Regions from separate parts of the Mus musculus genome. Here all the other regions are linked to region 1. Evidence: chromatin contacts called from public HiChIP or PLAC-seq and promoter capture Hi-C data. All regions are on one chromosome and are shown on one strand. Each heading gives the region's core, a stretch centred on a gene start, on an enhancer-like site or on the middle of the called end of the contact. The rest is flanking DNA. Distances are from core to core; before and after follow the strand shown. Region 1 holds the start of Dmtn (dematin actin binding protein). Region 2 holds the start of Med4 (mediator complex subunit 4). Region 3 holds the start of Lpar6 (lysophosphatidic acid receptor 6).

Region 1 (4,049 bases), core at 638-3,137:
AAGATCAGGCAGCTTCAGGAGTAGATAACGGAGTCCGTCTGTTCCAGGACCTGCCTACCCACTCTCAGTGACAAGAGTGCTCCTTTCCCTTTGACCCCCCCTCCTGCCTCCCTCCCCTGCAAACATGCCTGAGCTCATTAGAGTTTTCTTAGGTTCCCCTCTTGACCGAGTTAGTGGCCATTTCTGTGCTCTTTCCTCAGAAGAGGTAAGTTTCTCTTTTCTAGCTAGGTCCCTCCACTGCTCAGGCTTGCTTTGTCCAAACACGTTCCTTATAGATCTGAGTCCTGAGGTATATATAGCTGGATCGGCAGATCTGGGGAGGAGAGGAAACTCCCACCCTAAATCCAGATTCTAGAATTCAGGAGAGGTCCCCATTCCACTCTCCCCACACGTGAGCTCTGAAAGAATTCTGCAGACATTGCCCACCAGTGGGTAGACAGATGCTCTCCTAGCCTCAGAAAGACCAACTAGCTGTATGGAGACAAGACTCCCAGGAGCATACATGCAGAAGACAGAAGAGCTCTGCCCAACACATGGCTGCTGACAGAACTGCACATGGGTGCACACAGGGACTCTGCCGCCCTCCTTGCCAGAGCACTCGCCCACTCTCCCTGCCAGACCCCCACACAATGACACATGGTGCTAAGGACACCTACTTGCACCCACCCACTGATCCTCCCCTTGGCACCCGTCATCTGTGCTCACAGCTCCCTGGCATGGCCTGCTGAACCCATCCCTGTTCTGAGCACGTGAACCCCAATACTCCCAGTGCCCTCACCTGACCCATCCCCACATCCCTCCACTCCCACTGCACCGTTGCCTTGCTTGTCTTAGACCTACAGCCTGGCAACCAGTCTTCTGGGAGGAGACGCACAGGTGTGCCTGCCCAGCAAAGGAGTATGGCGTGTCTGGTGCCGAGAAAGGAATCCCTTAGGACCCCCGGGGCTCTCCAGGTTTATTCAGCACCCAGTCTCTCTCAGTACACTAGCTGCTCGCAGGCAGAGAGCCAGGCTAAGCTCTGCAGTCACACCCTGCTACACAGCCTCATTCTTCGACGAATCCCTACCCTAACCAGGCTAACCTCAGCTAGGAGGGGCTCCAGAGTGGGCTGGAAACCAGCGGCTTTGGCCCCCTCAATGGACCCCTGCCACTCCAGAGGGCACCTGGCCTGGCGGGAGGGAGGCTGCCAAAGATGTCTTGCATCATTCAGCAAAAAGCTAACAGCTCCCTCCACAGACTGTGCCCCATGCTCCCACCCCTTGAAATTCTGGCCACAGAAGCTTGGGGGGGGGGGTGTCCATGAAAGGGAATGCTGGGGCCCATATGGACTCTTTGCACGGCAACAGCCTAGATCCTTCCTCCCAAATAAAAAGGGAGTTTGATCGGGTCAAACCCAGCTGAGCACCTTGTCTGGCCACCTAGGCCTATTCTCCCACTGACCATTTTCCAAAGCTGACCCTGTCCTAGCATCTCTGATATCACCCAAAACCATGGCCAGATCCAGAGGTACAGCCCAAAATACCTACGTAAAGAAAGAGAGGCAAAAGACCCTGTCACCTACCTCCTCCCAGACAGTGGGGCCCAGGCTCTCTGAAGCCCCAGGAAGCAAAAGGCTAGGCCCTGGTCGACTGGGTGGCCGCGTTTTCTCAGGAATCTAGGTAAGAGGCAGCTTCTCCAGGAACCCAGCCGCGCTTTACGAAGCACAAATAACAGGAAGAAAGCCGGCTTAGGGTGGGTGGGTGGGGTGGGAGCTGGCGAAGGAGGGGAGCTGGTCTCAGCTCAGCGGTCTGATCTCCCTCCTGAACCCCCACCCGCTTCACCAGTCCCCTGCTGCTCTGCAAGCCACCGGCTTGGGTTCCCGGAGCTGGGGAGTCCGAGTCTGGTGTCTGGTGGGCGGGCAGGACGAGGAGCGGTCTCTGGGCGGGCGGGCCCCGGGCCCCTCCCCACCAACAACTGATAGTGGCGGGCCCCAGGGTGTGTGAGTGTGTGCGTTTGGGCGTGTTGCTGGTCCAGTTCATCTCAGCTGCTGCTGCTGCAGCTGATCCATTTCAAACAAGGGGCTCATTCGCTGGCATCATGACGAAGCAGAATCGGCTGCGCTGCGTTTTCCCCCTTTCCCATATCCCGGCTCTGCAATATCCACACTCAGAGCCTCTCCAGCAGAGTTCAAGTTAGCGGCTGTTACTGATAACTGAGGGGAGCTATGCCCACCCGGCTCTCCAAGAACCTGCAATTCAAACCCCATTCATAATGCTCCACCATCTTCCAGAAGCAGATGAGAGGCTCTGTGGGGGATCCCCCCACCTCTGGGACAGGGAACAGCAGGGGCACCCGAATTGGCCATCCAAACATTAACCCTCTCTGAGGAGGACAGATAGAAGGATGGAAGGAACCAGGTCATAAATACATCAGATTCAGATTGGATTTTCTGTAAACTTGATCCCCTGGGGATCGTAGTAGGGGCCAGGGAGAGAATGAAGGACCGATTTTTCCCAGGAAAGCTGTTTTTGCAAAAGGAAGCTTTCTATCAGATGGCATCCATATTCCAAAGAGACATGCCTTCTCTCTGTGGCAAAACTTCAACCATTCCAGGCCTCCAATGTTGGCTTTGGGGTGCATCTAGAAAGCCTAGCCCTCTAACCCCTATTAGCACTAACTGGCCTCTTCCCCACCTCCATGTCGGCTGCAGACTTGCCTACCTAGGCAGCCTTGCCGTTGCCCTGGTAACCACTGCCCACAGCCGGTCAGCTGATGATAGCAGCAGCTATTGGGGCAAAGCTAGGATCTGGAGAGGGGGCTCTGGGGTTTCTGAATGGAAAAAAAAATCTCAGGGGGAGGGGCTTGAAGGAGACAGGTAAGACTATGGCCTCAGCATCCGACCGACCGACCGACCGACCGACCGTCTTCAAAGAAAAGAGGACTGGAGGAGACAGGAAGGGAGGGGTGTATCTGGAGTAGCAGAGGACAGGGACGACTGTAACCTGAAGGTGGCTTGGGCAGAAGGAGAAATGACAGAAGGCAGGTAGCTGAGTGGCCGTGAAAGGGGGAAGGAGGACCGGGAATCCAGGCTTAGCTGCTGGGATGCAGCCACTGTGGGCCCTGTGGAAGGGGCAGACAAACAGAAACAAAACCAAACAAACAAAACCCCACCTGGGCTAGGGGAGGGACATCCAGTCCCAAGGAGATCTGCGTGGGGTATACCTTTAATGTGTAGGAAGGGGACACAGCCTTGGAGGAGGAGCTACCAGTCCTTCTCCATAGCTAGCCCTGTCCTCAGCCTAGCCTCTCACTGTCCCTTCAACCCCACCCTTGCCGGCCAGCCTGCCCGCCCCAGTCTGGGTCTGAAAGAGTGGTGGGGAGGGAGGCCTACTCCTAAGCATTCCCCATCCCTCTGGAAGACCAAGGACCCAGGGATCTGACACTCGGCAGGCCCTTCAGATTCCTGACTCTGCTCCTGCCTAGTTTCCTCATCCCTTGATTAGCAGTCCCTTCCAGACCCCACTCCAGGAGACATGTTTTCCAGTATAAGGGTCTCCAGAGGTATGCTGGGAACGAGATGATGTCAGAAAGGAGAGCTGTAGACAGGAGTGTAGAATGAGGTGGGTTAAGAGCCCTGGGTAGGAGTCAAAGATCCAGGAGGGGCGTCCCTGCCTGACGGAAGAAATCAGCCTATGAGGCAGGGGAAGAGAGAGTCCAGGGAAAGGGCCAGGAGGAGGGGAGCATGAAGGAGGGTTCTCAGTACCTTCAAGGGCCCGGGGCGTGGGGCAGGAACACAGCAGCCTCTGCGGTGACATACACCTCCATCCCTCAGCGCATCTCCTCTCCGCCTCCCGTTGCCAAGACAACCTCCTGGCAGCCCAGGCCCAGCTCAGCAGCGATGGGAGGGGGAGGAGAAAACGCAACTCCTATTGCTTCTTCCTCAGGGAAGGGAGGGGGCCTGCAGAGCCTATAATGCCCCTAACTGTACCATACCAAGGTGTGCCCGCCTCCCACTCCCTCCTAAGCCAGGATAGGCTACAGGAGTGCTCTGGAGGGAACCGTAATTCAGG
Region 2 (4,049 bases), core at 843-3,342, 2.9 Mb after region 1:
CGCTCCGCACCATTCTTTTTTCATTGACATTCCGAATTACACAGCTTTGCTTATGAGTGGATTTATAAACATGAGTCTCCCCGGGGATTGCCAGCTCTGGAGTTCTTGAGTCGGACTCCACAGGACAGTGGGCAGGACTAGACCTGAAATGAAGACAGCACACAGTCATGACCACTGCCTGTGAATGGCACCTTATTTTTGATAACAGCAACATGACTCAGCATGGAGTCCCCACTGCCAATAACTGGAGCCTAGGTAGGGAAAGTTCCCTGCTGTGTTGATCTCTGCAGGAGTGGGAGGAGGTGCAGCTTCAGTGTTGACACCCAGGCCTGCCTTGGAATTAGGTGCTTTGCAGATGATTTACACTATTTTCTTTTTCTTTTCTTTTCTTTTCTTTTCTTTTCTTTTCTTTTCTTTTCTTTTCTTTTCTTTTCTTTTCTTTTCTTTTCTCTTCTCTTCTTTTCTTTTCTCTTCTTTTTTTCTTTTCTTTTCTTTCTTTCTTTCTTTCTTTCTTTTTTTTTTAGAGATTTGTTTATTTATTATATGTGAGTACACTGTAGCTGTTTTCAGACACACCAGAAGAGGGCATCAGATCTCATTATGGATGGTTGTGAACCACCATGTGGTTGCTGGGATTTGAACTCAGGACCTTTGGAAGAGCAGTTAGTGCTCTTAACCTCTGAGCCATCTCTCTAGCCCTACACTATTTTCTTGAATGACAGTTTACACTATTGATTCATTCATTTCAACAGTCACCTTGAATAAAGAGCAGAGCAGTTTGTTGGAAGATATACAGGCCTAAAGATGAGTTCCGAAAACCAAGAAGGTAACCCAGCTAAATGCCATCTGATAGGGGGTACGGTTAGCACATACAGGAAGTATTATTCAGACTTCAAGGGAGGGGTATTCTGGCACCTATTCCAATGTACATGAACCATGATAGCATTATGCTAAATGAATCAGCCTGCTATAGGGGCTCAGCATTCAGTAGGCTGTAATGAGAAAGTGAGTTCCTTCTTAGTTTAGGACTAGTTTACACAACAAGATTCGGTCTGAAAAGAAGGAAAGAAAGAAAGAAAGAAAGAAAGAAAGAAAGAAAGAAAGCAAGCCAACCAAACAAAGCCCAAATCCCCCAAAACCAAAAAATAATAACAAGCAAACCCCCAAGCCCCAAACTAGAACATGTGATTCTACTCATTCAAAATGCATAGAATAGCCAGACAAACAGAAAGTACAGTGTGGTTTTCAGGAACGGGAAGTCAGACCTTCATGAGCACACCTTTTTTACATTTTACAAGTTGAAGAGTTTTGGGGATGTTATTTAGCCGCAATTTTTTGTTTGTTTGTTTTGTTTTGAGACGAGGTTTCTCTGTGTAACCCTGGCTGTCCTGGAAGTCACTCTGTGACCAGGCTAGTCTCTAACTCAGGAGATCTGCCTGCCTCTGCTTCCTTGAGTGTTGGGATTAAAGGCATGCCTCACAACTGCCTTGCTTAACAGCAATTTAGTGGCAGTGAACCCTACACATACAATGGTTAAGATACTGAATTTTAGTAGCGGGGCATGGTGGTACACCCCTTTAACCCCAGGACTCGAGATGCAGGCAGATCTCTTGAGTTCGAGACCAGCCTGGTCTATAGGCCAATTATATGTATTTTGCTACCAAACAACGGAATGGGGAGGGAAGAAAAGATTTTACTTCCTGCTCTAAGTTTACTACAACTTCACGAGAGACCAAACTTGATGGCTGGGATTTTATCGGAATACAGACAAAATAGAAGTTAATAATTATGTAATTTCCCCAGTTTAAAAAAAAAATCTTTTGTTAGAAGCCTTCCACTGATGCTGAGGAAATAAAACCCAGGAGACTGGGAACTGCATCTCTCATCCTGGGTCCGGTTGGAGCATGTCAGATTGGAACGAGTCACAAGCCCTCCTTTGCCCTGTAGATGGCGCTAGAACTGTAGTGCACCTCCAGGCACATAGGCGGCGCTCTAGCCGGACCTCTCCGTCCCGACCTCTATTACTCTTCTTTCCTTCTTCCGGTTCCGCCCCTCCTGTGGCTAGCTCACACTGCGCATGCGACGGCTGGTGGTCAGCGGGGCGATGGCGGCTTCTTCAAGTGGTGAGAAGGAAAAGGAGCGGATGGGAGGCGTTTCGGGAATGGCCGGCCTTGGCAGTACGCGAGAGCGGCTTCTGTCTGCGCTGGAAGATCTGGAGGTCTTGTCGAGGTAACCGCGGCCCGGGAGCCTGCTCCGGCCGGCTCGGCTGTGGGCGCTGACTTGGGTAGGCGGGCTTGGGAGGCTCCGTTGGACGTGGGGTCTAGGGCCTTCGGGGGCTTTGGGCCGCATTTCCCCGCCAAGGGGACATCTCAGTCACATGACCTGGAAACCAAGGCAGTCAAAACTTTAGTAGCCGGTAAGAGGGGCAGATCCGAGCCCCCTCAGTCATTGACACGCAACAGACATTTAAAAGCACGCTTCCCCCCAGTAGTCAAGGGGAGGCTAGATGCCAACACGAAGGAGCCCAGGGTGACAGGAGAGACAAATGTGTTAAAACGCTATGGACCAGATTTCTAAGGGTTGAGCCGCAGCCTCCTGCAGTCCACCGATGGGATTCCTATTCTGGTGGTAGCAGGGCACACGTCCCCAAGAAATGGGCTGCTAGTCAAATCAGATTTGTTAGGCGTCTGATAGATAGCCCATCATCTGAAAAAGCCTGGAAACATCAGGCAGGGCACAGTGGGGTTGGCTGGTGTGTGGCCGAGATAGAGTAAATTGGATGTCACACTCCACATCGTCGTGATAGTCTTAAATCTATCAGTTGAAGTCTTATCAAGGGAAGGCAGCCATGGCCACCGTCTTACAAGAAAACATAATTTACACAAATGGCAGCACTATTGGCCTACAGACCTACATAGTTGAGTCAGGAGGTTTTCTTGTAAATCACAGCTGAGTCTTTATCACGTGCAGTTAGCCAGCGAATGCTGAAGTGTTTGTAGTCACCATGAGAGTCCAGCATGTTAGGAGGACCATAAACCCAACAATCGGTTGGGGCAGGGAGCAATTTAAACAGTTTCTTTTGTGTTTCTACTGTGTTATGAAAAGGTTTCACTAGATATCTGAGGCTGGTCTGAGTCCTCCCAAACACTGAGTTTACAGGCAAGTATCACCATACCGTGATGGGTGTTTTTCTTTTAGGGAACTCATAGAAATGCTTGCAATTTCAAGAAATCAGAAGCTATTACAGCTGGAAGAGGAAAACCAGGTAAACTTTTTGTTGTTGTTTGTTTGTTTTTTATTAAAAAGTTATTAATGCCGGGCAGTGGTGGCTCGCACCTTCAATCCCACCACTTGTGGGGGAGTGGCAGGTGGATCTCTGACTTCCAGGTCTACAGAGGGAGTTCTAGGGCAGCCAGCACAGATAAACCCTTTCTTGAAAAAAAAATAAGAGAGATAAGTTAATGTTTGAAAGTTCATATTTATTTTGTGTGAGAGTAGGGATGCTTCTTGAAGTCTTTTAAGTTGATACTTAAAAAAAAAAAAAAAAAAGCATTATTTTATTTTTGGGTTTTTCTGAGATTGTCTCACTGCCTGTTCTGTAATTCCGTAGACCAGGCTGGTCTCAAACCCACAGCCCTTGGCCTGCCTCTGCCTCCGAGTTCTGGGATTAATAAAGGTCCGTGTCAGTGTGCCCGGCACATTGATACTTTTCTTTATAGCACTTATGTAACACAGTGCCTATGAAAGTTCCCAGCCATACATAGTGGCTCACACCTTAAATCCCAGCACCGGAGTGTCCCAGGGAGACACATCGCTGTGAGTTGACGTTCTTCCTGGTCTGGATACAAATTTTATTCCTTACTTTTGAGTTAATCAACACAACCTTACAAAATGGAGACAAAGATAGAATGCTGGGAGGAAGTTGTTATTATAAACACCTGTATGTTGCTGCTTTATCCCCGTGAAACTTGAATGGAAATCAAAGATCCTCTCACTCTTACACGCTATGTATACTGTTCATCCATTCTCTTTCCTTTCCTTCCCTGTGC
Region 3 (4,049 bases), core at 860-3,359, 2.6 Mb after region 1:
TGGATTTGTTTAGAATGGTGTTAGAGTTTCACTTAATCACTTGCTGGGATGCTGGAGTCTGAGCACAGGGCCTCCTACATGGAGCTCCAACACTGTTCCAACCTGCAAATCTTAAAGTAAAAACCTTTTGTAAGTTTTTTTCCCCCCTGTGTATGAGTGTTTTGCCTTCTTGTATGTCTGTGCACTGAGTGCACGCAGTGCCTGCAGAGTCAGACGTGGGTACTGGATATCCTGGGACTGGAGTTACAGACAGGACTGAGCTGCCATTGGGTGCTGACAATCAAACCTGGGCCCTTTGAAAGAACAGGAAGTACTCCAAAATGCTAAGACATCTTTCCAGCATGCCCACCTAGGTATAAGGATTAAAGGCATGTACTACCACGCCCAGCAAATTAGTAACCCTTTTAGACAGACTTTCCTCTACAACTCTTTTTCACTAAGGTATAATCTACATATCACAACATCCTAAAAATCAGCTGACAGTATATTTTACTTATTTATTTTAAAGACCTATTTATTTTTATGTGTATAAGTGCTGGCCTGCATATATGCATGTATATCACATTCATGCATGTTTTCACAATGAAAGTAAACATGGACAGTACCAGGACATAAAACGATTATAATTTGTAAAAATGACAATAAGGGGGCTGGCAAGATAGCTCAGAGGTTAAGCACATTGGCTGTTTTTCCTAAGGTCCTGAGTTCAGTTCCCAGCAACCACATGGTGCTCATAACCATCTATAGTGAGATCTGGTGCCCTCTTCTGAACTGTAGGTGTACATGCAAGCAAAACACTGTATACATAATAAATCGTTTTTTAAAATGACAATAAGGAAACTTAAAAGTGGATCACTCAAATTTTATATTTTTCCTAAAATAACTATTAACAGAAAAGTTTCTTCATGGAGAAGAAAATGTTATTAAGTGTCCCTTTTTTCATTACTGCACTCAAAGTTCCCATCTTCCAATAGGAACACATTTGCATCTGTTTTCCACACCAAAACCAAAGCAAAGAAGTTCAGACCCTCAATCTTTACCGCCTATAAGACTGTATTATTTGATCATAGATGACTTCCTAATCAAAACAATAAAAAGATTATAATTCACCATCAAAAGTAATCAAATTTAAAAGGTATAGAACACATGATACATGCTCTTAAGTATACATCTTAATATGTAAACTAAGGTGTCTATAGAGAAACTTGCTCTGAAATGCCTTCACTGACCCCAAATGAAGGGTTTCAGCTTCAAATTTAGAGATGAAAGTAGATCTGGAATATACCCCAACACACAGCCAACATGTAAAAGAAACTGAAGGGAGAGACGGAGGAAAGGAGAATAAAATCATGGAAACTACATTTAGACAAACAGTAGAACTGAGATTCTCTGCTGTAAGTTATTTCAATTAACTCAGAAGGGGGGAGCCCGTTTTACAAAGCACACTTTCCCACTATGCTTATATTAAGTTGTGGGCAAAAGACTGACACTGTACTAAAAGTAAAAGTTTTGGAGTACTATTCTCACTACTGAGTTATAATCCTCCGGGGGGGGGGCATACTTAATGTAGTCTTTGGTGTATTAAAATTGAACTAGCTCTAGAAAATTAGTTTCAAAGAAAAATGTTAGAACATTATTTATCAAAAACTAAAGAGATCCAGGATTAAAGCTACTCACAATCATGCCAATTAAGTTAAATGCTGGAGAGCAATTAAAAAACACCAGATACTAAGAGAAGCAGGACTGCCTGCCTCAGTCAAAGGCTTTATATAAACTCTTAAGGTTCTGCCTTCAGGCACAAACAGTTCTTTAATGTGCCACTCATATCGCCTACATTTCAATTTATAAACATATATACACCCATCTGCATTTTATTTCTTTAAAGAAGGCAATATCCCAACTACAAGAGCAATAGAAGAGAAAGAATCTACCTTATGTTTCTTTCTTTCTCTTACTTATTACTAACTAAAGCAAATCAAACCACTTTGGAGAAGTTGTCAGAATCCCCGGAAAGCATTTTGGCATAAAAAGAGTTAACACCCAACTCAGCTGGGCAGCCAGTGACCATTTGCAAGCCTCCTAGGTACATTCCCAGCAGACACATTATCAGATTAAAGGAACTGCAAACAACTGGGTTGAAGCCTTCCTTTGTCCAAACCCAGCCTCTTCTTCCTGTGATGTCATATTACAAATCTGGGAAGGCTTTCTTGCTCACTTCAGAGACAGCCCATCTCACAATACAGCTGGCAACCTCCGAAAGGCCTCTCCATTCAGCAAGCGCGAACATGCTTAGGAATTTATCTGGGATCCCTTAAACGACTGCCTATCGCCGTCCGGAATCAATGTAGAAATACAAAGTTTGAGAATAAAAAGAAGGAAGAAGTACCCGAGGACGACGGGCGGACGGACGCACGGCGAGTGTTTGTGACTGAAGTAAAGCTGGTTTGGACCCTGGCGGCTGAAGCACAAGTTTCCACGCGGACTGGTCTGGTCCGACTTGGAACAGTTTTTCCTTACACTTTCAGCTTTATGGGTTGGCTTCCTTGACTGCATTTTCTGTCAGTTAACTAAACTCCAGACTCATGGATTTTCTCGACCAGAAAATCAGACTATTTTCCTGAATAATCTACTAGAAACTTTTACGGAACACATTTCATGTTTCCTTTGAAGAGTTAAGAGAAGAAAGTATTTGTAAGAACAGGAAAAGAAACAAATACTTTGCAAATAAACTGGCTGCTGCTGTGACCACATCTGAATAGCAAAGGCGATCGATCAAGCGCTGCGGACAAAAGGCCTCCTGTAAGCTGCACTGCCTGACAATGGTAAGCTCCAATGGCTCCCAGTGCCCTTATGACGACTCCTTTAAGTACACTCTGTACGGGTGCATGTTCAGCATGGTCTTCGTGCTTGGGCTGATATCCAACTGTGTTGCGATATACATTTTCATCTGTGCCCTCAAAGTGAGAAATGAAACTACAACGTACATGATTAACCTGGCAATGTCAGATTTACTTTTCGTCTTTACTTTGCCATTTCGGATTTTTTACTTTGCAACACGGAATTGGCCATTTGGAGATCTACTCTGTAAGATTTCAGTAATGCTGTTTTACACCAATATGTATGGAAGCATTCTGTTCTTAACCTGTATCAGTGTAGATCGATTTCTGGCAATTGTCTACCCATTTAAGTCAAAGACTTTAAGAACGAAACGAAATGCAAAGATCGTTTGCATTGCTGTGTGGTTCACAGTGATGGGAGGAAGTGCGCCTGCAGTTTTCTTTCAGTCGACCCACTCTCAGGGGAACAATACCTCAGAAGCCTGCTTTGAGAACTTTCCAGCGGCCACATGGAAAACTTATCTCTCCAGGATTGTGATTTTCATTGAAATAGTGGGCTTTTTTATCCCTCTCATTTTGAACGTAACTTGTTCTAGTATGGTGCTAAGAACTTTAAATAAACCTGTTACATTAAGTAGAAGCAAAATGAACAAAACTAAGGTTTTAAAAATGATTTTTGTCCACTTGGTCATCTTCTGTTTCTGTTTTGTGCCCTACAACATCAACCTCATTTTGTACTCGCTCATGAGGACACAGACCTTTGTTAACTGCTCTGTGGTGGCGGCAGTGAGGACCATGTACCCGATCACTCTCTGCATCGCTGTTTCCAACTGCTGCTTTGACCCTATTGTTTACTACTTCACCTCAGACACAATTCAGAACTCAATAAAAATGAAAAACTGGTCGGTTAGAAGAAGTGACTCCAGGTTCTCTGAAGTTCAGGGCACTGAGAATTTTATCCAACACAACCTACAGACCTTAAAAAATAAGATATTTGATAATGAATCTGCAATATAAGCTGCCTGACTAAGCCACTGGGACTGCTCCGTGTTCAACTGTGAAAACTGTGTTCTTGGGAACTATCTCTCCGGCTCCAACAGAAAATATTTTTAAAGGAAGTTTGTGTCTGATGTGTTAAACATTAAAATATATTCTATTCTTGTATGCACGCCATTTTACTTTCTTGAACCACTTTAACGTGTTTTTTCCTCA

The links. Promoter capture Hi-C pulls out the DNA fragments that hold promoters and counts their contacts. HiChIP or PLAC-seq counts read pairs in DNA pulled down with a chosen protein or histone mark.
Region 2: a contact with region 1 is called in an H3K4me3 HiChIP or PLAC-seq map of embryonic forebrain, with 8 times the contacts expected there. The contact joins the promoter of Med4 here to the promoter of Dmtn in region 1. A contact is called at or near these places in 1 of 39 promoter capture datasets (liver) and 1 of 115 datasets of contacts at active chromatin or transcription factors (embryonic forebrain).
Region 3: a promoter capture Hi-C map of embryonic stem cells shows a contact between it and region 1, with 5 times the contacts expected there. The contact joins the promoter of Lpar6 here to the promoter of Dmtn in region 1. A contact is called at or near these places in 1 of 39 promoter capture datasets (embryonic stem cells) and 6 of 115 datasets of contacts at active chromatin or transcription factors (astrocytes, embryonic forebrain, embryonic stem cells and 3 more).

What each region holds. Positions count from the first base shown.
Region 1 is chr14:70,625,178-70,629,226 of GRCm38.p6, forward strand. Dmtn (dematin actin binding protein) reads right to left here and starts at 1,888. Exons shown (of 16, transcript NM_001252662.1): 1 at 1,562-1,888.
Region 2 is chr14:73,507,957-73,512,005 of GRCm38.p6, forward strand. Med4 (mediator complex subunit 4) reads left to right here and starts at 2,093. Exons shown (of 7, transcript NM_026119.3): 1 at 2,093-2,229; 2 at 3,199-3,265. The coding sequence starts at 2,105.
Region 3 is chr14:73,235,782-73,239,830 of GRCm38.p6, forward strand. Lpar6 (lysophosphatidic acid receptor 6) reads left to right here and starts at 2,110. Exons shown (of 1, transcript NM_175116.4): 1 at 2,110-4,049. The coding sequence starts at 2,820. The coding sequence ends at 3,854. The region is part of intron 17 of Rb1 (RB transcriptional corepressor 1); the gene reads right to left. RefSeq lists an enhancer at 1-545.